2 separate regions of the Mus musculus genome follow, and region 2 is linked to region 1. Evidence: chromatin contacts called from public HiChIP or PLAC-seq data. All regions are on one chromosome and are shown on one strand. Each heading gives the region's core, a stretch centred on a gene start, on an enhancer-like site or on the middle of the called end of the contact. The rest is flanking DNA. Distances are from core to core; before and after follow the strand shown.

Region 1 (5,331 bases), core at 1,545-4,044:
TTATGCAGCGCGAGCCCTGACACTCCCAAGATATCCAGGAAACACCAGATCTGACAACAGCATGCAGGAGACACCAGCAAAGGGCACATGCAGACCTGCAACAGAGCTCATAGGATGCTAGGGTATCACTGCCCAGGTATTGGCCATGTCAGGGCCAAGGATGGCAACGTGCTGTAAAACTCCCTGTGAGTCAGGGCTGTCTGGAAGGTGGTAACAGAGAGCCACACCCACAAGGTGTATCTACTATCTGAACCTGACAAAGCCTGGGGTATGTATGAGAAGAGACAGAAACCTGAGGAGGTCTAGATCCTGGGGTCCCAGCCTGGAACCCCCTCACACCCTGACATTAAGATGCTTTTGTGTTTCATTTCTGCCTGCTACTGAAAAGCACTGGGAACAAGATAGGATGTGGGAAAAGTGAAAGAAAAAATCGGGGAAAAGGAAGGGTTTGAAGTACACGCCAAGGGAGACATCACTCAGCTGGGCTTCCGCATAGGCAGCTATGTGCTATAAGCATGCATGCCTGTGTGTGTGCATGCATGTGTATGCTCATGTGTGTGCTGTGTGTATGTGCGCAGGTGTGTGTGTGTGTTGTGTGTGTGTGTGGGGTAGGGGATGTGTGTGTGTCCAGGTATTATGTGCAGGTGTGCGGTGTGTGTATATGTGTGTGTGTGTACATACTGTGTGTATGAATGCAAGAATGTGTGTGTGTGTGTGTGTGTGTGTGTTTCACAACATGAGTGGGTGCTTCTGTGCATGGACTAAGCCTGTAGGAGCGTGTGTATCTGTGTGTGCACACATGAACTGCTTATGTATTTCTGTGCACATGTGTGTAAGTTTGTATGTTGCATATAGATATGTATGTGTTTCTCTATGTGAGCATAGGTGGGTTCACATGGTATTTGCATGTAGATATGTAAGTGACCCCAACAGCATGGAAATTCCAAGTTCAAAAACAGGGTAAATGGATATCAGTGCCCACTGTGAAAGACAGGTGCTTTCTGAGCCCCCTCCACCCACTTGGGGCACTGGTCTACTGAGCCGATGTGGTTCTCCTCTGCCTGCTTAGAGTAGGGTGGCCCAGGGGTCCCAGGTCCAGGAGAGAGACAGGGAAGGTCCGTCTTGGGAACCTGGCCCTTCTACAAGATCTGGCTACAGGCATTGGACCAAGGGTGCCTGGAGGCTCTGTTGTCTTTAATTCTGTTTTTACAAGGAGTGTGAGATTTACAGGCTCTGGAGGGGAAGAAAATAGTGTAACCTGAGTCAGTCAGTTTAGCAGTTCATGCCGGGCTGGCTTCTCTCTCAGAGTCTGCCAGAGGGCGCTGAGTACCAGGTCTGAGGAGAGACACTGCCCATGATTACTGTGCCCTAGGCTGCGATAAAGGCCACACTCACCTACACCACATGCGGATGCCCACATACCCCTCACATGAATATACCCACACATATGTCAGAGTATCTACATACAAATACCACACGAACCCACATGCACTCAGATAAAGAAACATACATACCTATGTGCAACACACAAACTTAGACACATGCATATAGAAATGCATAAGCAGCTCATGTGTGCACACACAGATGCACACGCTCCTACAGGCTTAGTTCATGATCAGAAGCACCCACTCACGTTGTCACACACACACACACACACACCCCACACCCCACACACACACACCACACACCACACCACACACACCCCACACCACACACACACCCCACATACACACACACACCACACACACCACACACACACCACACACACACATACACACACTACACACACACACACACACACACACACACCCCACACCACACACACCACACACCACACACATACACACACACACCACACACACCACACACACACCACACACACACACACACACACACTACACACACACACACACACACACCCCACACCACACACACCACACACACCACACACCACACACCACACACACACACACACACACACCACACACCACACACCACACACCACACACACACCACACACCACACACACCACACACACACACACACACACACACACACACACACTTACAGCATGGAGCTGTCTATGAGGTCAGCAGCTGAGTGATGGCTACCTTGGTGTGTACTTCAAACTCTTCCCTTCTCCAATTTTTTGCTTTTACTTAAACAATAAAAATCATTTTTATGACTACCAATGCCTACAGAGGGTGGATGAGGGTGTCAGATTCCCAGGAGCTGGAGATGCAGGTGGTTGTGACCTTCCCAGTGTGGATGCCGGGAACTGAACCCTTGTCCTTCAGGACAGCGGCAAGTGCTCTTCTCAGCTTCCTGCTGTTCTCTGTCTCTGTCTCTGTCTCTGTCTCTGTCTCTGTCTCTGTCTCTGCCTCTGTCTCTGTCTCTGTCTCTCTCTCTCTGTGGTGGTAATATGTGTGTGTGTGTGTGTGTGCGCGCGCTTGAGTGTATGTCTTTGTGTGCCTCTGCGAGTGTGTGGTGTTGAACAAAATGCTCTGAATTGCACCCGCCCATGTGTGTAGAATGGGCAAACTCCTGTCCAGCCTTTGTCCCTCTCAAGGCTAACACAGTGTGCACTGCAGACAAAGCAAGGCAGGCGTCTCTCTCCAGTGTTTGGCTCAGCTGGGCCACCTGGCTGGAGGAAGCAGGAGCAGGTCCCTGTCTACCAAGACCTGACCGAACCCAGCTTCTCTCTGGTCTCAAGGGACACAGACAGAATAGGTGTAGCTCGGGAGCTCTTACCTCCTTGCCGGTGGCTGGGTGGGGCACAGGGCCTCTGACTCACTTCCACGAGGGGAATCAATGGAGATCAAAGAACCCTGTCTTATCTCAGGAGGACCTTTGTGCAGTGCCAGGGGACAGGTTCAGCAGGAAGGTAATGGGGCTTTCTAAAAGAGTGAGGACTTCATTTAAACAAGTACATTATTGATTCTTCTATTTTCTCTGCTCTGAGTCAGGGGGACCAATGCAGACTTTGGCCTTGGAGAGATAGTAACAGTGACCTGATAAACAAGGCCTGCTGTTCAAGAAGGCCAGCCCTAGCCAGTTTGCAGGTTCTTTGGCCACCTGCTTCCTGTCTCTGCACCTCAGAGGCAGTCTTCAGCACATAGCTTCAAAGAGGCCTACCTCATAGAGAGAGGGGGGAGGGAGGAAGAAGGAGAGGGAGAGGGAGAGGGGATGAGGAGGGGGAGGGGGAGGGAGGAGAGAGGGTGGGGAAGGGAGGGAAGAAGGGAATGTTTTGCCACTGCAAATCCCAGAGTCTCACACACAAATCCCCAGGGATCTATAAGGTCTGGTCTCAACAGTGATTGATTTTCCTGTCTCAGTTTAAATTCCTTGTCTGGGCTGTGGAGTGATGGCTCAGCAGTCAAGAGTGTGTACCAGCTCTTGCAGAGGACCCAAGTTGGCTTCTCAGTACCCACCCACATTGGGAGGCTCCCAATGGCAAATACAATGTCGGCTCTAAGTTCTCCAGCGCCACCTTCTGGCCTCCACTGGTACTGCACCCATGTGCACATACCCACACATAGACATCACTTAAAAAGAATAAATCTTTAAAGACTCTTTGTTTTGTTATTTGGCACATGCATGTTATCTTATTGTGGGGCTGCTATACTGCTAATTATCAGTAGAGGGCAGTGGTGTATGTTTTGCCTGGTTCTCTATCCAAGAAAAGAAAGTAGGTCTTTGGGCAAGCCCTGTGTTCTAGGCATGGCTATTGGTTGTAAGTGTCCTTTCCTCAGGAGTGGTTCTGCAAGTTTCTGTCTTCATAGTGACCTGCTGTGTGTAGCCAATATGTGGTTGACCAGGACAATGTCTGTCCCTGGGGCCCTCAGCAGTGTGTCTCCAAAGAGTCAGGTGTCTCATGACTCTGACATGTCTGATCTTGGCTTGTCTTTTGTCTTTTTGCAAATGTGAGCCATAAAGATGCATGTGCCTGCCTGTGGATGACAGCTTCAGGACTGTGTGGATAGAAGACGGCAAAGACTCTAAGCTGGGGACCAGCAGACTCCGGCTGAGCCTTGATGTTGCCCTTGACGTGAGGAGTTCCTTACAAGACTGTGAAGCAGTAGCTGAAATGCAGAGCCTGCACTCTCTCTTTCCCACCTGGGGCCAGGGCCCAGCCAGCAGTATGCTGACTCCATCCTTACTCCATCCTGAGTGTGTCTCACCCTTCTGCTCCACTGACTCCACAGCCTGGTCAATGATGGCTTCTGATTCCTCCTTAGTCTCTACTCAAGGCAGAATCCCATCGGCTTGAACTACCAGTCTTCCTGTAGCTCAGCCCTTCCCAGACAGAGAATGCTAAACTCTGGCACGATGCCCAAGGATGGCAGAAGAAAACACACCCTCCTCCTATTCAAGTCTCAGCCCTCGATGGCAGCATTAAAAAAGAAGACTCAGGCTTAGTTCACATCAAGGCCTTGCCCTGGCTTCTCTATCCCCGGAAGGGACTGGAAGGCTGGCCACCTGGGGCCTATAAGGCCTGGCCACTGGGCAATACCACCCCAGCATAATCAGTGGGCACACTGGTGGCATTTCTTACTGTCACTTCAAATGTCATACCATGTCTGGCACTGAAGAGGAGACAGACAATCACCCGCAGTTGCATCTTTCCTGGGACAGGCAAGGATGCAGTGGGCTAAGCTCTAGGGAGATTGTGATTTTCCCCTTGTTCCCTGTCTTCCAATGAGCTGGGAGAAGGTCTTCTCTCTTGGTGAGCCTTAAGCAGCTACATGATATTCGATATTCGGTGTTTATAATTCTTCTTGTGACTTTTACCTTGGTATGTAGTTACTGGGATTCAGTGTCCTTTGAGGAAGTTCAAAGGCTATGGAGGTGTATCTGGTGAGGATACAGCAAATGTCCCCATGCTAGAAAATTAGTTTTATATGTCTGTGAAGTGCTGAGTCCTATCTGCCCACATTGTCTGGTTTAAGTTGTGAAAGAATAAGAAAGAAAGGAAAAAGAACATTGGAAGGAAAAAAAAAAAAGAATTGGAACCACATAATAATTTTCTTAAAAAACCAACCATCCAACGGTGCCCAGGTCCTAGGAGAGACAGAGAGCCGTGGGTTAAGAACCCGGCAAGACAGGACAGGAAGCAGTCCCAAGGACACTCTTAACACAGTTATTAAAATCCGGTCCGTGTCTTCCTTATAATTGGGTTTCACCGCATAATTTAAGAAAAGCCACACAAAAAAAACCTTGCAGTGAAAAACCGGGGTATAATTTTCTTCAATCAAGCCTGACTCATGACTGCAATTACCCCGAACCCTTTGCGCACTCGCTGCGATGCTCCGGGCCGCTCGGGGCCGCTGT
Region 2 (5,270 bases), core at 873-3,372, 420 kb after region 1:
CTTTCTTTCTTTCTTTCTTAAAAGATTTATTTATTTATTATATGTAAGTACACTGTAGCTGTCTTCAGACACTCCAGAAGAGGGCGTCAGATCTTGTTACAGATGGTTGTGAGCCACCACGTGGTTCCTGGGATTTGAACTCCGGACCTTTGGAAGAGCAGTCGGGTGCTCTTACCCACTGAGCCATCTCACCAACCCACAACAGATCTTTCTAATGCAGCCCTCTTGGGGGGGACACTGGGGATCTGGGAAGAGGATCCATAAAGACCTTTTCATGGGAACAGCCACTCCCACTCTTCCTCTGGAGAGCTGAGAAAGAGCTCCCTACAGGCCCTGTGAGTACTGTCCCAGAACAGCAACTCACAATTATCAGACCCACACCCAACAAGGTTTGATTCGGAGTTTTCGCAACGTCTGCCCTGTTCCCTGCTCATCTGAGAAGACCCTGGTCACTAGCCCAGTGCTCTTTCCAATGAAGGGCATCCCAAGGGCCTGCTTAAACACTGTATGCAGAAAGCTACATTGGGAGCTACAGTGACTCTGCCCCTGTTCCCATGAGGCCAGGCACAGCCTCAGATACAAACCTATCACCACAGAGGAGTGGTCAGATGGTCAGAACTATTCTCATGGGTTGTTTAAGGGATGTCACTATGGAGCAGGGCTGACTCCTGCTCAGACATCCTAGATCCCCAACAAAGCAGGGTGTCTAGGGTAACTCATGGGTCCTATGTAGTGAACAGGGCTGAAATTCTGGTCACCACTAACTAGATTCGAGTCAGTCACAGCAGAAATCCTTTGGACCAGAGAGACTAAAGCCTTGCGATTGGTTCCCATGTCCGGATTCTGAAACTTGGACTCCCTACTCAACTCCAGCAGTCTGGATTTGTTTACCACAGTATCAGAGGTGTAAACACAATATAGAAGACACAGCGTGGACAGGTGGGTTCCAGCACCCAGGCATGCTGCTCTCAAATGGGAGTTACAGTCACAGCCCAATCCTAACCAGGAGATGGGCCATCTGGCCAGTGCCTGCATCCCCTCAGGCTCCATACACCCAGGCAGGGCACAGGGGACATATCAGGGCTAATGTAATTGCCATAGTCAGTGCCCCTCTGTGCCCCAGGCCCTTCCAACAGCCCCACAGGACAGCCCACTCCATTACAGAGCTCGCCTAATTAGGGTAATTAAAATGAAAGTAATCAAAGTAACATAATAGGAAATTTCTTAATAAGCCCTCACCACTGCCGACTGCAAGTTTTGTGCCTTTGTGAATGTCAAGGAGCTGAAGCGAAGGTGGGCTGTACAGGAAATCGAGCCTTGCTGGCTGCACCCACCTTGCTCCCTCAGACCCAGGCTCTCTATATCACAGCTCCATAGAGGGGTGTGTGCAGACTGTATCCCTGGAAGCTATCCCACCCACCCCCAGCAGCCTTGTATCCAGTCCCCAGGGCCCCCAGAGGAGCCAGTGCTCACCCATACCTGTACACTTTGGTGAGGCGAGTTGGGAGGGGCCGCCCAAAGCAGACCCCTCTGCAGTCATATGAAGCTGATTACCCAGCATGCCCTGTAGGGCAGCTGACAAAGCATGGACTGATTCTCAGGCCACAGCCTCTACTTCCTCCTTCTAAAACTGAACCGTATGCCCCCTCCTCAGTCTAGACCTAGCCATCCTCATCAAAGGGCTGGTAGAGCCAGGGCAACCCAGGAAACAGGCTGTGAGCACAGAACTAGATCCTAGCCTACTTGCCCAGTGGGGCCAAGGACTTGGGGCAAATTAGAAGACCATAGGACCCGCAGCGTGGACAGGGGCTGCAGGAAGGGGAGCGAGACCAGGCGTGGTATGGGGTGAAGAATCATCACCCTGTCCAAGGTTGAGTTCTGGGACTCAGAGACAAAGACTGAAACTGTGGGGCAGGGGCTAGCACAAAGCATGGGACAGTTCACCCAAAACCCAGGCACTGTACACTCCTGAGCCTCCCTCCTCCGAGACTTAGATTCTCTCCTCCAAGGCTGCCCCATGAAGCCCAGCGAAACCTTGCCTCCTTCCCTTGCCCTCCCCACTGCCTGAGCAGGTCTGGCCACTAGAGGGCATAGCTGAGCAGCCAGGCAGCTTTGGGATGTTGACACTCTCCCTGGAAACTGGCCTTGCCTGTTCTGTGTCTACTGTGTTGGGCCTGTGTCTCTAAAGGCCCAGAGCCCCTGGGGATGACCAGCAGCTTCACCCACCACCCCCAACCTGGGGCCTAATAAGGAATTTGAGTCATCAGAACCTTCCCATGTCCAGAGCCTTCCCATGTCCAGACCTGGCTGGTTCGGCTTGTGAGTGTGAGCAGGGTATTGCATGTGTATATGTGTCTGTCACGGAGGACTTGTTGGGGCCAAGAGTAGTTAACCTGGGGTCAGATGGCAGGGTTAGAAGACAGACTTGTTCTAGAGTCTTTCTCTGAGCTGATTATGGGTTGTTTGTGCTCCCCACCATGGGTTGTCTGGTAGTGCTCTCCAGTGTGGGTGGTCTGGTAGTGCTCCCCACCATAGGTTATCTGGTAGTGCTCCCCACCATGGGTTGTCTGGTTGTGCTCCCCAACATGGGTTGTCTGGCAGTGCTCTCCAGTGTGGGTTGTCTGGTAGTGCTCCCCACCATGGGTTGTCTGGTTGTGCTCCCCACCATGGGTTGTCTGGTAGTGCTCCCCACCATGGGTTGTCTGGTAGTGCTCCCCACCATGGGTTGTCTGGTAGTGCTCTCCAGTGTGGGTTGTCTGGTAGTGCTCTCCAGTGTGGGTTGTCTGGTAGTGCTCCCCACCATGGGTTGTCTGGTAGTGCTCCCCACCATGGGTTGTCTGGTAGTGCTCTCCACCATGGGTTGTCTGGTAGTGCTCCCCATCATGGGTTGTCTGGTAGTGCTCTCCAGTGTGGGTGGTCTGGTTGTGCTCCCCACCATGGGTTGTCTGGTAGTGCTCCCCACCATGGGTTGTCTGGTAGTGCTCCCCACCATAGGTTGTCTGGTAGTGCTCTCCACCCTGCTCCAGACCTGGCAGGCACTTCTTGACCTTAACCCTCAGCCTGCATCACCCAGGCATGAGCAGGTGGGGGTGTAGTGCTGGGTTGGAGTTCTGAGACACTTTTTTCCTGGAGGTAGATGGAGCCAGGTGTTCTAGAGCCTGCCCTGACCCCTGATCTCTTAAGCATTCAGTTCTCCCCCCACCCCCCAACTTGAACACCAAAACCCTCTTAGGCTGACCTGAGTAGGCGGGGTCCCATCCCACTCGACAGGGAAGGAAACCAAGGCTCAAGAGAAAAGTAACTTGAAACCCAACAGGTTCTAGCAGAGCCCACGCCCAGCTATGGAGACTGCCTGCTGAGAGAGTGCCACTAATATCTCTTCAGTGGCCAGGTCTCAGGTTCCACACAGCAGGGTCTGCACAGATTCTGAGGACTCCGGGGCCATGCTCAAGCTGAACGTGACAACTCAGACACTAACTTCAATTCCCTTCCTGCAGGTACCCAGGAAGACCGAACATGAGCCAGTGGGGACTGAGACCGTGATGTCAGCTCAGGAGCTCGTGGCCTGCCTCTGCCAGGAGGGGGACAAGCACCTGGCCCTGGAGGAGCTTCCCTTAGCCACAGCCTTCTATCTGGCCGCCTTCAGCTGCCATGCGCCTTCAGCCGTGCGGCATGTACGGGCTCTCCTGGCTGAGTCGCCAGGGGCACCTGTGGTGGCCACCCTGGAGTCCTGGTGTTGTGGGGACAGCCAAATCCCTGCTATCCACTGGGATGGCATGACGGTGGTCTCCCTGACTGGGCCACTGGCCTCTGCCTTCCTCGGTGCCATTTGCCCGGATCACCCTGCCACTGTCCTGTACCTTTTGGCTGGCCTGCTGGCCCAAGGACGTCATGTGGAAGTGGTGCAGCGCTGTAACACTCTGCTGGATGCACACTCCAAGCAGGCCCTGGAGCTTCAGCTGACACGTGCCCTGGCCTGGGTTCTGTCTGTGGACCAGGCCAGAGAGGGCATAGCTGCCTATCTTCAGAACTTTGCCTCCAGCGCAGCCCGGACAGTGGCCTTCATTCGTAGCCACCAGCAGCCCTACCTCCCCAGGTTGCTTGGCAGCCTCCAGAACTACCTCTCAGGACACCCGAAAACCAGTGCCAGCCAGCAAGAGACCAACTGCCGGGGACTACTGGAGGCCCTGGATCCCAGAGGCAGCTGGATGGGTGCCATGTCACCGGAAGCTCTGCTTCGCAGAGGCCGGTTTGAGGATTGCAGGGCGGCATGTAGCCGGGACCTTCAGCCTGACTCAACAGGGAGTAGACCCCAAGGTAGGAGAGTGACTCACAAGTCACATTCTCCAACAGCCACTCCAGCCACAGCTAAAACCTGCCTATGGTGGGACCAGAGCTAGGTCTGGGACTAGGGTTGGGGCGGGGCTGGGGCGGAGCTGGGGCGGAGCTGGGGACACCACAGTGAAAAGACAGAGCAAACAAAAGTCTTGCCCTACTAAATGCAAGGCGCAAATCTGGCTGTCAGTCAGGGAAGGCTTCCCAGGATAGGTGGTTTTTCAGAGTCCACGCATAAGAAACCATATACCAATGCCCTTGGGAAGAAAGCTTGAAATGTCCTTGCCACCAAATAGTCACGGTAGTTGAAGGGAAAGAGGTGGCCCCAGGCCAGGGCCTGGAAGTGTCTGGATCTTACTCTTAAAACCACAAGAGCGTTTTCAAACTGATGTGAGCGTGTTTCTTCCGCTGTCATGTATGGACTGTGAATCGGGAGCCAGAAGGGGGCTAGACCTGCTGGGACCTAGAAGGCCTGGGGGGAGACTGAGGGAGTGGGAAAGCAGAGACTGGAGGAACAGGACAGGAGCTGGAAAGGTTGGGAGGCTAAGAAACAAAGAGGAGGCTGGGAAGCTGGAGGGATGGTCCAGACTGGAGCCATCTATCAAGGGTCCTTGTACTCTCACCAGGAGACCATGGCCTTTACCTGGGAGGAAGCGTTGCAGTGTGAGAGCCCACTGAATCATTTGTAGCAGGACTGTGGACATAGTTAACTAACGGAGGACGGCGAGTGATTTAAAGAGTTAGCCTTGAAGACTTGACTGCAGAGGGGTTGGCTGGGGCAGTAACCCAGTGCTACCTGCTTCCTCTTACAATAGCAAAACACCTAAGATAACCATAAAGAGAAGGTTCCTTTCTGTTTGCCGGGTTTTGTGGACTTCAGTCTGTGGTCAGCTGTCCAGAGGGTCTCACAGGGCACCAAGGGGCCAGTACACAAA

What was found. HiChIP or PLAC-seq counts read pairs in DNA pulled down with a chosen protein or histone mark.
Region 2: a contact with region 1 is called in an HNF4G HiChIP or PLAC-seq map of pancreatic cancer cells. The contact joins the promoter of Ttc34 here to the enhancer-like site in region 1. A contact is called at or near these places in 1 of 15 datasets of contacts at CTCF or cohesin (embryonic stem cells), 1 of 484 Hi-C or Micro-C datasets (nephron progenitors), 4 of 115 datasets of contacts at active chromatin or transcription factors (astrocytes, bone marrow-derived dendritic cells, embryonic basal ganglia and 1 more) and 1 of 9 other capture datasets (embryonic stem cells).

The regions. Positions count from the first base shown.
Region 1 is chr4:154,415,642-154,420,972 of GRCm38.p6, forward strand. All of the region lies in intron 3 of Prdm16 (PR domain containing 16), which reads right to left. Among named protein-coding and RNA genes, the nearest start is that of Gm52688, 89 kb to the right of the region's middle. Within about 2 kb of position 2,795, at least 20 of the 459 cell types and tissues checked have an H3K27ac peak or open chromatin away from gene starts, as enhancers often do. A contact at or near this core is called in pancreatic cancer cells, where this site is marked.
Region 2 is chr4:154,835,294-154,840,563 of GRCm38.p6, forward strand. Ttc34 (tetratricopeptide repeat domain 34) reads left to right here and starts at 2,123. Exons shown (of 9, transcript NM_172878.4): 1 at 2,123-2,319; 2 at 3,498-4,317. The coding sequence starts at 3,543.